Linked DNA regions of Xenopus tropicalis: region 1 is linked to region 2. A link is a contact called in public Hi-C data. All regions are on one chromosome and are shown on one strand. The core of a region is the stretch at or near the end of the contact, and the rest is flanking DNA. Distances in the headings are between cores, read along the strand shown.

Region 1 (4,634 bases), core at 2,066-4,565, 64 kb after region 2:
TAAGCTTGTTAATAACAGTAATTATGTTGCCATTTATAACATCACCTAAATGAGCAGGCCTGGGCCAGTACTGGCAAATTTGGACCCCCAGGTATGTATCAAACAATTATCTGTAGAAAGTGTTATATTTTAAGTCTGGATATGGAGATAAAAACTACCACAAAATCCAGAGATTCAGAAGTTGCAATAATGTATTCTCTGCTCTATGTAAAGCAGCTGGTTGTATGTGCAGGCTAAATAAATAAAGCATGATTAAAACAAATAATATCAATACACATTGCTTAATATAACAGAGAGGAAAAATAACACAAAGCTTGCACCTATTTATGTGGACAGAATGAAAATGAAATTATTGAAGACTGTGGCAATAAGTCTGAATTAAGAATTTTAATTTGTTAAAAACCTGACAGAACTGGGCTTATTTTTAAATCTTGCTCACAAAACACATCCCCTTTTATAAATGTATTCATTAAGTGACTGAAGCAGTGGGGAAACTGAGTACCTTAATTCTGAACCATCTCTGTTCATCACTCCTTCCTGCATTTAAGTTTCAATTACAGTTGAAAAATGCAAAATGCTACGTGAAAATATCATTACTATGAGCTATAGCCACACAGAGTCATGGTAAATCAAGTCTATTGCTTTTTGTTTCAAGATTCCATTCCTCTGGCACCTTCTCAATCCATCCAGAAAGATTTATATACAAGACAGCAAACTAAAGAAAGAGAGATCGGCCCTTATAATCTCCTTCAAAGTACTGCAAACGAAACACTTTATCAGCGCAACCACATTGAAATTAACAAAACAGCAACTATATCTCTATCTCTATATAGGCAAACTAAGCTTAATATGAGTTTGCAACAAAAAGCTATAACCCCATATAGCAATATAATTCATAATCAATTTATGAAACACCATATCAAACAGTGAAATACAGGGCAACTGCCTATAAAATATTATAAGACATATGAACAATTTTCCAGCATTCCAGTACCTCAGCTGAGAAGCTGCAATATGTAGTTTTGATGTTGGAAAATTAATGTCAAGCCTACACAGTGAGACTAAATAGCATTAGTTATTGTCGCCAGCAATAGAAAGCAACGAGAGATAAAAAAGACCTGCAGTTCATGCCTTAGAGAATGGCAGATACAAAACTGGGATATTAAATAGTGTCTTAACATAAACAAAAGAAGCATATATGCACTGTTTCATAAGTAGCAACCTATTGCATCCAGAGATAATATTACGTGTAAGATGTTTAAATAGGTATTTAAATTCCATTCTTGTTCAAATGCTTAGATCCTGACTACTGAAAAAATGTCTACATATAAGGTAGTACCAGAGCTTTGTATTGTGTTAGCCATAGATCAAAACAAGAAAATAAAGAGTAAAAGATACCTTTTTTTTTAAATTATAAAATGTAAGCTTTCAGGACAACTTCTCTTCCTCAGGCATAGTATATTTATTTATACATAATTTGTATTCATTTACACCATGCCTGAGTAAAGGGCCTAAACTCACATTTTATAAACTACTAAATTAGCCAATAAGAGCCCTGTCAGACAAGGAGAATTGCCAAAAAAAGTAGCAATCTGCAGCAATCTAAATGCGATGGGAACGCATTTTTCAGGGATATGTTGCCTGAAGCAGCACAGATTTACCCTGGGCAACAAATGTCACTGTGCCTCACTTAATCTGATTTTTTCTAAATATAAGGGACCAAATTATTATAAATTCTTTTGGATCAATCGATTTCATTTTGAGCACCACTGTATTGCTCTTGATAGCTACAGCGGCCAAAAAGTCATGTGTGCTTTACACATATATTCTTGTGTTAGTAACTTGCTGACATGATATTGGAATTGTCTGTTGTATGAAATTAACAAAGATCTGTCTAGTCCGGTGATGTAAACTAAACAAACAAAATATAAATATGTTTATCCTGAGAATGCTCATTCTCCACATAGAAGAATAACAGAAAGACAGACACATAGACAAACATCCAATATAACATAGCACCTGTATTATAGACAGTTTTTACTGTTTACAATTATCTAATGACCTTACCATTTAGAAGCGGCTGCCCTTCATGTACACTTCTGTAGACACTGGCGTGATAAACATCCTCAAGAAATCCTGTCTTGCATAATCTGGATCCCCCGAGTGCTTCAACTGGTCCCTGAAATGTAACCGAATATGACCGTTACACTTGCAGCCCCCATTAAGAGAAGACATTTGACTTGGCATAAGCCTTTTTTCACTATAGTCAAGTATAACAAACTCCTTTGTTTCTCAGAGGTTTACAATTAGAAGTGTGGGGGCCAAGGGTTAAATTTTTTGATAACTGGTATGGAAGAAACAAATCCCATTTGTCTGGTAAGATCTAAACGCTAAACAATCTTGCTTCTTTTAACAACTGAACTTAACAGTGGTTGAGCCTTAAGTGGAATCATAGGGGAGAACAAAAACATTCCTTTTAGAGAAGATAAAGCTTGCAGAGAGCATTTCACCATGCTAACTTATTTTCAGGCACAGACACTTTAAATGTCATGCCTTAGCCAAGGAATCTGTACACAGAATTAACAGAAAACGTTCTCAAAAAAGGTAATGAACCAGAGGACAAAAGGAAACTTGATAACTGTATAAAGTGCATTACTGTGCCGATAAGGTCTACATAATTTTGAAGGCATTAAGAACAAAAACATCAACATAGCCCCTGCCTCAGCTCATTTCCATTTAATTCTCAAGGTGAAATTGCATTTTAACTGTTTTAAAGGCTTTTCTTGTAAAGTCTACCACACATTGTGGAAAGAGTAATTTAGAGGCCTTTGTGTTTGTAATAATCAGAAATCTCTGCTTTTGCCACTCATATCTTTCAAAAGAAGAATACAAGGAAAAAAAATTCTCAATGAACACTGGCCTTGGAAAAAGGGTTGCGAAAACAGCAATAAAGGGTAAGAGCATTTTAATGGTTGTTTTGTCATCAGATAAACAATGTGACACAAAAAAAGGTTATGTGTGCCTTAAAAAGAGCTTAAAATCTATAGAAATTTACTTGCAGACATTGTCAATATAAATGTAATTCAGTACATGACACTCTTCTCTAAAGAAAATGGCAGTTTGCAGAAGGTAATTTTACAGGAAAATAAAAGCGCCGGTGTGCTCTGGCTTCTTGGGGGGAAAATACTTATTAAGGGATCCCAAGCAATTTCTCAGGAAACCGAGGCTGGGAAATAGCAGTGTGATTGTGCTCAAGTTTGCAAGGGACCAAATGGTCCGCTCTGCTCATTCTCATCAGAGGAATGCAGGTAGTGAGATATCCCAGTCACAGTGCAATCAGACAGGAAGCTCATACTGAGAATGCTGTTTTCACGCTGCTTCTAATCACTACCTATTTCGTTTATTTTAACATTACAAACAAAGATTAGATAACTAGCACGACACACAAAACAAAACTTCCTTTCAACTTCCTGTGATGAAGAGTCAATGCTTATTATTAACTTTCTCCACAGCATGGAATCCTTCATTGCGGCTATATTATATACACCACAGCCCACAAGCCATGTTCATTTCTCTACTTCCATCCCAGACATGAAAGAAAAACCACAGTAACCTCTGTGAAATGCTTTCATTTCTTTAAATAAATGTCATTTCTAACCCTGAGTACTTGAAGTGAAAACTCTGCCCTGAAAAGCTTTCAGTTTAGATTTTCTGAATTTGGTGGATCAAGCCCCCCCCATCAATACATATAGGTCTGTCTATGGATCTGTGAATGCCTGCTGCAATCTATGGCAGGTGCAAATTTGCCCAGTATTTATAAACACGCCCCTGTGCTGGGGTCTTATTTATAAGTTCCAAGGTAAATTAACCTCTGTAACTTATAAACCCCAAGACCCCAGCACAACAATATTTAGTCATGTGAAGTTCCATTCCCCCGTGGTAGCCAAGATTTAACTGTGGGCGACTAATCTCGCCAGGGTCCTGCAACACAGCTTTCTATGTGAATAACACAATGTAAAAGCAAAATGAATAAAATGCATGATTTTATTTAAATTCAGAACAAATAAAATTTAGGACAGAAAATTCAGTATAAAGATAAGATTTCTTATCCAAAGTTTAAAAAGGTCAAGAAGTCAAGTCAGTGGGAAAGAAAACAATTATTATCTTACCGTAACATCCCACTAGATTAGATCAATAGAGTGGAATGCCTCACTAACTGTATGGATAATATTTGTCATGGACAAATAATGAAAAGCTTCTCCAGGTAAGGCTACATAGGAACTTCTGTGTGACCACAAATATCATTGTGGCCAGTTGTATAATATTTCTCTATGTTTATGAAGAGGGACATTTAAAGAATTGCCAGCAGCCTGATGTATAAATGTGTCAGTATATAATGAATGGTTCCAGATCATCCACCCAAAACAGAGAACATTATACAAGACCATCATCAAGCTCCCTTTACTCACTCAATGGCTCTAAACCCAGAACTGTGATTTGGATTAGATTGCACCATGATGCTGACTTTCAAAACATGTGTGTGCCTTGCTGTGTGTGTGTCATTTAATACAAAGATTCCTTTATGCTAGCCAAAAAAAACCCTTACATATGCCCTCAACCTGTACCACACCATA
Region 2 (4,083 bases), core at 938-3,437:
TTACATCTTTTTCTACTGTAGTTTCATTGTATTTTTATTAGTATGTACTGTATGCTTTATTCACATTATTATTTATTTACTATAAGTAACATTTGTAATAAAATCTTACTGGTAATAATTACATTCTCAGCTCTGTTTTACTTATCAACAGTAGCAGTATGGTATTTGGCAAATAACTAGGAACATGGTTTGTTAGCACAAAGCACATATTTTCAGCACCGGATTTGTAATGAAGGCGCCCAGGTGTTTCCATCAGTTTTGGAATTACACAATTACAGCAAGCAGGCAGGCGCCATTTTGTGGACACTGTTATTAATGCAAGCTTTGCATCCTGCCAAAATCTTGTAAATGCGCCATAATGGGGAACCTGATGCCCATGCACTGGCTACACAATGAGATGGTGAGGAGGGAGGGAGAAAGTGAGAGCTGAATGGAAAGTTAAAGTAATTGTCTGCCCTGCCTCTAAGCCTAAGTGTAGAGGCGGGGCATGTAATATATGACTGGTAGCTGGGATTTTTATAATGCCTTTAATGGGTTTAGATGTGTTAATATAAAAATAAATTGGGGTTTAATTTGAAAAGGACTTTTATTATACAGCTTTTTATGTTGGGGTGATAGGTCCACTAAGCTGGGGGGCGAACCCAAAAGCCTACAACTATATAAAGTATAGCATGAAATGTGCAAGGCTTCTTCATACAATGTTTTTGCAATACAGGACACTATTCTTTTACCTATGATCTGTGAGTGCCTGCTATTTATTTTGGGTATTAATACTTTTGGATTCCACAGTCCAATACTTGATAAATTTGATACCAGAATTTCTATGCAGATAATTTTGTTTCAGTGGAGGAAAAAACAAAGCCATTGCTCTAATCAGGGCATTGAAAGAAAAGTAAGGAATGGAATACAATTCTAGTTAAACCTCAAGTTACCAATCAAGTTGAGTCTAATTCAAACAAAGAAGCTATGCAGCAAAGGTAAAAGCACGGATTTAAAGTAAAAAATATTATGTTTGGAAAGAGCCAAAGCTAATCAGACAGGAGAAAAACAAAATCTGACTCGGAATAATACCTTTTCACGCTGACATTTGTTTTTGGAACCTGGAACTTAACACACTGGTGTTTGGATATCAAGGGTGAGTCAAAGTTGGGAATGTTTACTGACAGGGCTTGCTACCATATGGAGCCACATAGCTGATGCAGTGGTTTATTTATCTATACACTGAAGTTCTGCATAGCATTTAATAAATAAGAGTTAATATGTGAATATATTGCATATATGAGTTCAGGATTCTTTAGCTACTGCAACATAAATTAAATAATTAACATAATAATGTTAGATATCCGCTCACTCCAGCCTTTATAGATTACATTTTTGGCTATCTAACTATATTGAAAACATTTTTTATTTTGCAGTCTATTTTACCCAGTTTTTACACTGAACTGCTGTTTTGGTTGATCTATAATGTGACTGGGTCAAAGATCTATTTGCATATATTTACATAATTATGCATCTTTGAAATGAGAGGGTAAAGGGGTTGTTCATGAAAAAAATTGCTTTTATTGTGATGAAGATGAATGATCATCTAAAACTATAGCAATAAAGCAAAAGGTGCTTAGAATAGGTCTTACCTTCACTGAGGACTAAGCATTGCGTGAGGACGTGGTTGGGCACATGTAAAATGATAAGCCCTCTGGGGGTTTCTTGGCAAGGTTTGGCTTGTAAACTATGTAAGCAGCACTATTTCAACTACAGGGGTTTGTTTATTTAGCTACGTGAAATTATCTCTGTGTGAAAAACAGTGTAAGAAGCAAAAATAATATAGCTGTACATTTCCTTTTATTCATAATTTGACACCCTTTTGATCCACAACCGTGGAAATTATCCATTAAAAAGAACTGGTGGCAGTATTTATAAAAGGTATTTGTAAAGACTACAATGTATTTTACACACTAATTTCATCCCCTTCTGACCTGGCGTAAGCCATTTAACTCAATCGGTAAAAATCAAGCAGCAAGTGAACACAACATTTGCAAGCGCCCACTACCTTTTACACAATGCTGCACAATCAACTAAAAGCAGTACACAGTTGGATTTTTTTGTTTTTGTTTTTTTCTTCACACAGCTTAAAACAGGCCCTAGAGCCGCACTGAATGTCCCACCTTCTGCCATGGCCCATGTGACACATGCTAAATAAAAGGACACTCACAAATGGCCTACCTAGCCTTTACTACAGGAAAAACAGCTGGAGTTCCCACACGGTTAATTTATCATTCATTAAACAGAGACAGAGACAGTCAGCAAACTATCACCGTTTAATGAATAATTCTTTTAGCCTGGAGTTTGCTTCAGGAGACAATGTGATGCCTGGAAGGCTAAATGCAGGAGAAATTACTTGTTTCATCTTTTGCCCCAATCCTCCTGGTTGCAAATCACTGCCCAGGTTTTTCCCTTTGTTGTGATTTATATACTTTTTCCTTAGACTGGATAGAGGCTCATTATTTGCTGTACAGATAACGCACTATATAATTCACAGACAGGAAAAGAATTTGCTTCCTCCCCACTAACAGAATTACATGTAGCTTGATCACACTTTATATAGCAGATAACATATGAGGATCACATTGATTTTAATATATATGGAAAGGCAGACAGAGCTTATTAAAATACAACAATGGCAGCATTTATATTTAAGAAGAAAAAAAATATATAGTTAAAGGCAAACCAGGCTTCTTTTTATAATTAAAGGACAACTGTTGCAAATATAAAACATTTAATATAAGCTCTTGGAAATAGGAACAAAATTATTATTTAATTTAAATATATTTTATTTATTATATCTCTCAAAGTTGGTTATTTTTCAAAGACATTCAAAGCTAATACACTATATGGGTCATGTGCAACGCAGAATGTAAAGCACATAAAAAGGCTGCTATTGGGCATTTTTTTGCACAAAGGCTGGCCCCTTGATTTGATTGCTGCCTAGGTTAGGAAGTGATCTATCCAAGAATGGAGGGGGGTGGCACGTAGGCATCTCCTCTCATGCTTTCCTACTTTGTACATCATTTACCTCATAAGGAGGCCCTGTCCTTACCGCATACAGTTGGTGAGGACAGGGATTGGCTGTGACTCCAGATGCTGCTCTTTGCACATAGCACTGGATTTTATACATTTCAGAAATTGTACAAAATGTTTAACTGATTATAATTAGACATTTTATTATTTACATTCTCTTAACCTTCAAAGCCCTCCATTCCTCTGCTCCTCACTACATCTCTTCCCTTGTGTCCTAGCCGACTCCTTCGTTCCTCGCAGAGCAACCGTTTGGTTGCGCCTCCCACTACTACTGCTGTTTCCCGCCTTAAACCTTTCCGCCTTGCTGCCCCTTACATTTGGAATGCCCTCCCCGATTTCCTCCGGAGAGAATCCTCCCTCAGTCTTTTTAAAACTAAACTTAAAGACTACCTTTTGGAGCACTCGCCCAGCACCTGATCTGGAAACTGGCACTTATACTGTAATGTCACCCACTGTGACCTACAGCACTTATATTTGCCCATTTGTGTCTGTTAGTTACCCCTCCCATATAGATTGTAAGCTCTACGGGGCAGGGACCTCCTTCATCTTGTGTTTCTGACTCTTATTGCAAAAAATAATAATACAGGTAGGGGATCTAATATTATGAAACCTGTTATTCAAAAAACTTTGACCTACATGAATGGTATTTCTCACACTGTCCTATTTAAACAATTTATTTTTGGCGGATTTGCTTCCTATTCAAAGTACAGGTATGGGACCCGTTATCCAGAATGCTCCAGATAAGGGATATTTCTGTAATTTGGATCTCCATAACTTAAGTCTGCTGAAAATCATTTAAATATTGAATAAACCCAAAAGGCTTGTTTTGCCTCCAATAAGGATTAATTATATCTTAGTTGGCATCAAGTACAAGGTACTGTTTTATAATTACAGAGAAAAAGGAAATCATTTAAAAAAATTTAAATTATTTGCTTATAATGGAATGTATGGGAGATGGCCTTTTAGTAATTCGGAACTTTCTGGATAACAGGTTTCTGGATAATGGAT

What was found. Hi-C and Micro-C count contacts between places; a contact is called where the count stands out from the background.
Region 1: a Hi-C map of neurula embryo shows a contact between it and region 2, with 1.5 times the contacts expected there. The contact joins two enhancer-like sites. A contact is called at or near these places in 2 of 5 Hi-C or Micro-C datasets (brain and neurula embryo).

What each region holds. Positions count from the first base shown.
Region 1 is chr6:111,081,641-111,086,274 of UCB_Xtro_10.0, forward strand. It overlaps cdh2 (cadherin 2), which reads right to left. Exons shown (of 16, transcript NM_001127418.1): 2 at 2,068-2,179. Among named protein-coding and RNA genes, the nearest start is that of cdh2, 13 kb to the right of the region's middle. Within about 2 kb of position 3,316, at least 3 of the 11 cell types and tissues checked have an H3K27ac peak or open chromatin away from gene starts, as enhancers often do. A contact at or near this core is called in neurula embryo, where this site is marked.
Region 2 is chr6:111,018,389-111,022,471 of UCB_Xtro_10.0, forward strand. All of the region lies in intron 2 of cdh2 (cadherin 2), which reads right to left. Among named protein-coding and RNA genes, the nearest start is that of cdh2, 76 kb to the right of the region's middle. Within about 2 kb of position 2,188, at least 2 of the 11 cell types and tissues checked have an H3K27ac peak or open chromatin away from gene starts, as enhancers often do. A contact at or near this core is called in neurula embryo, where this site is marked.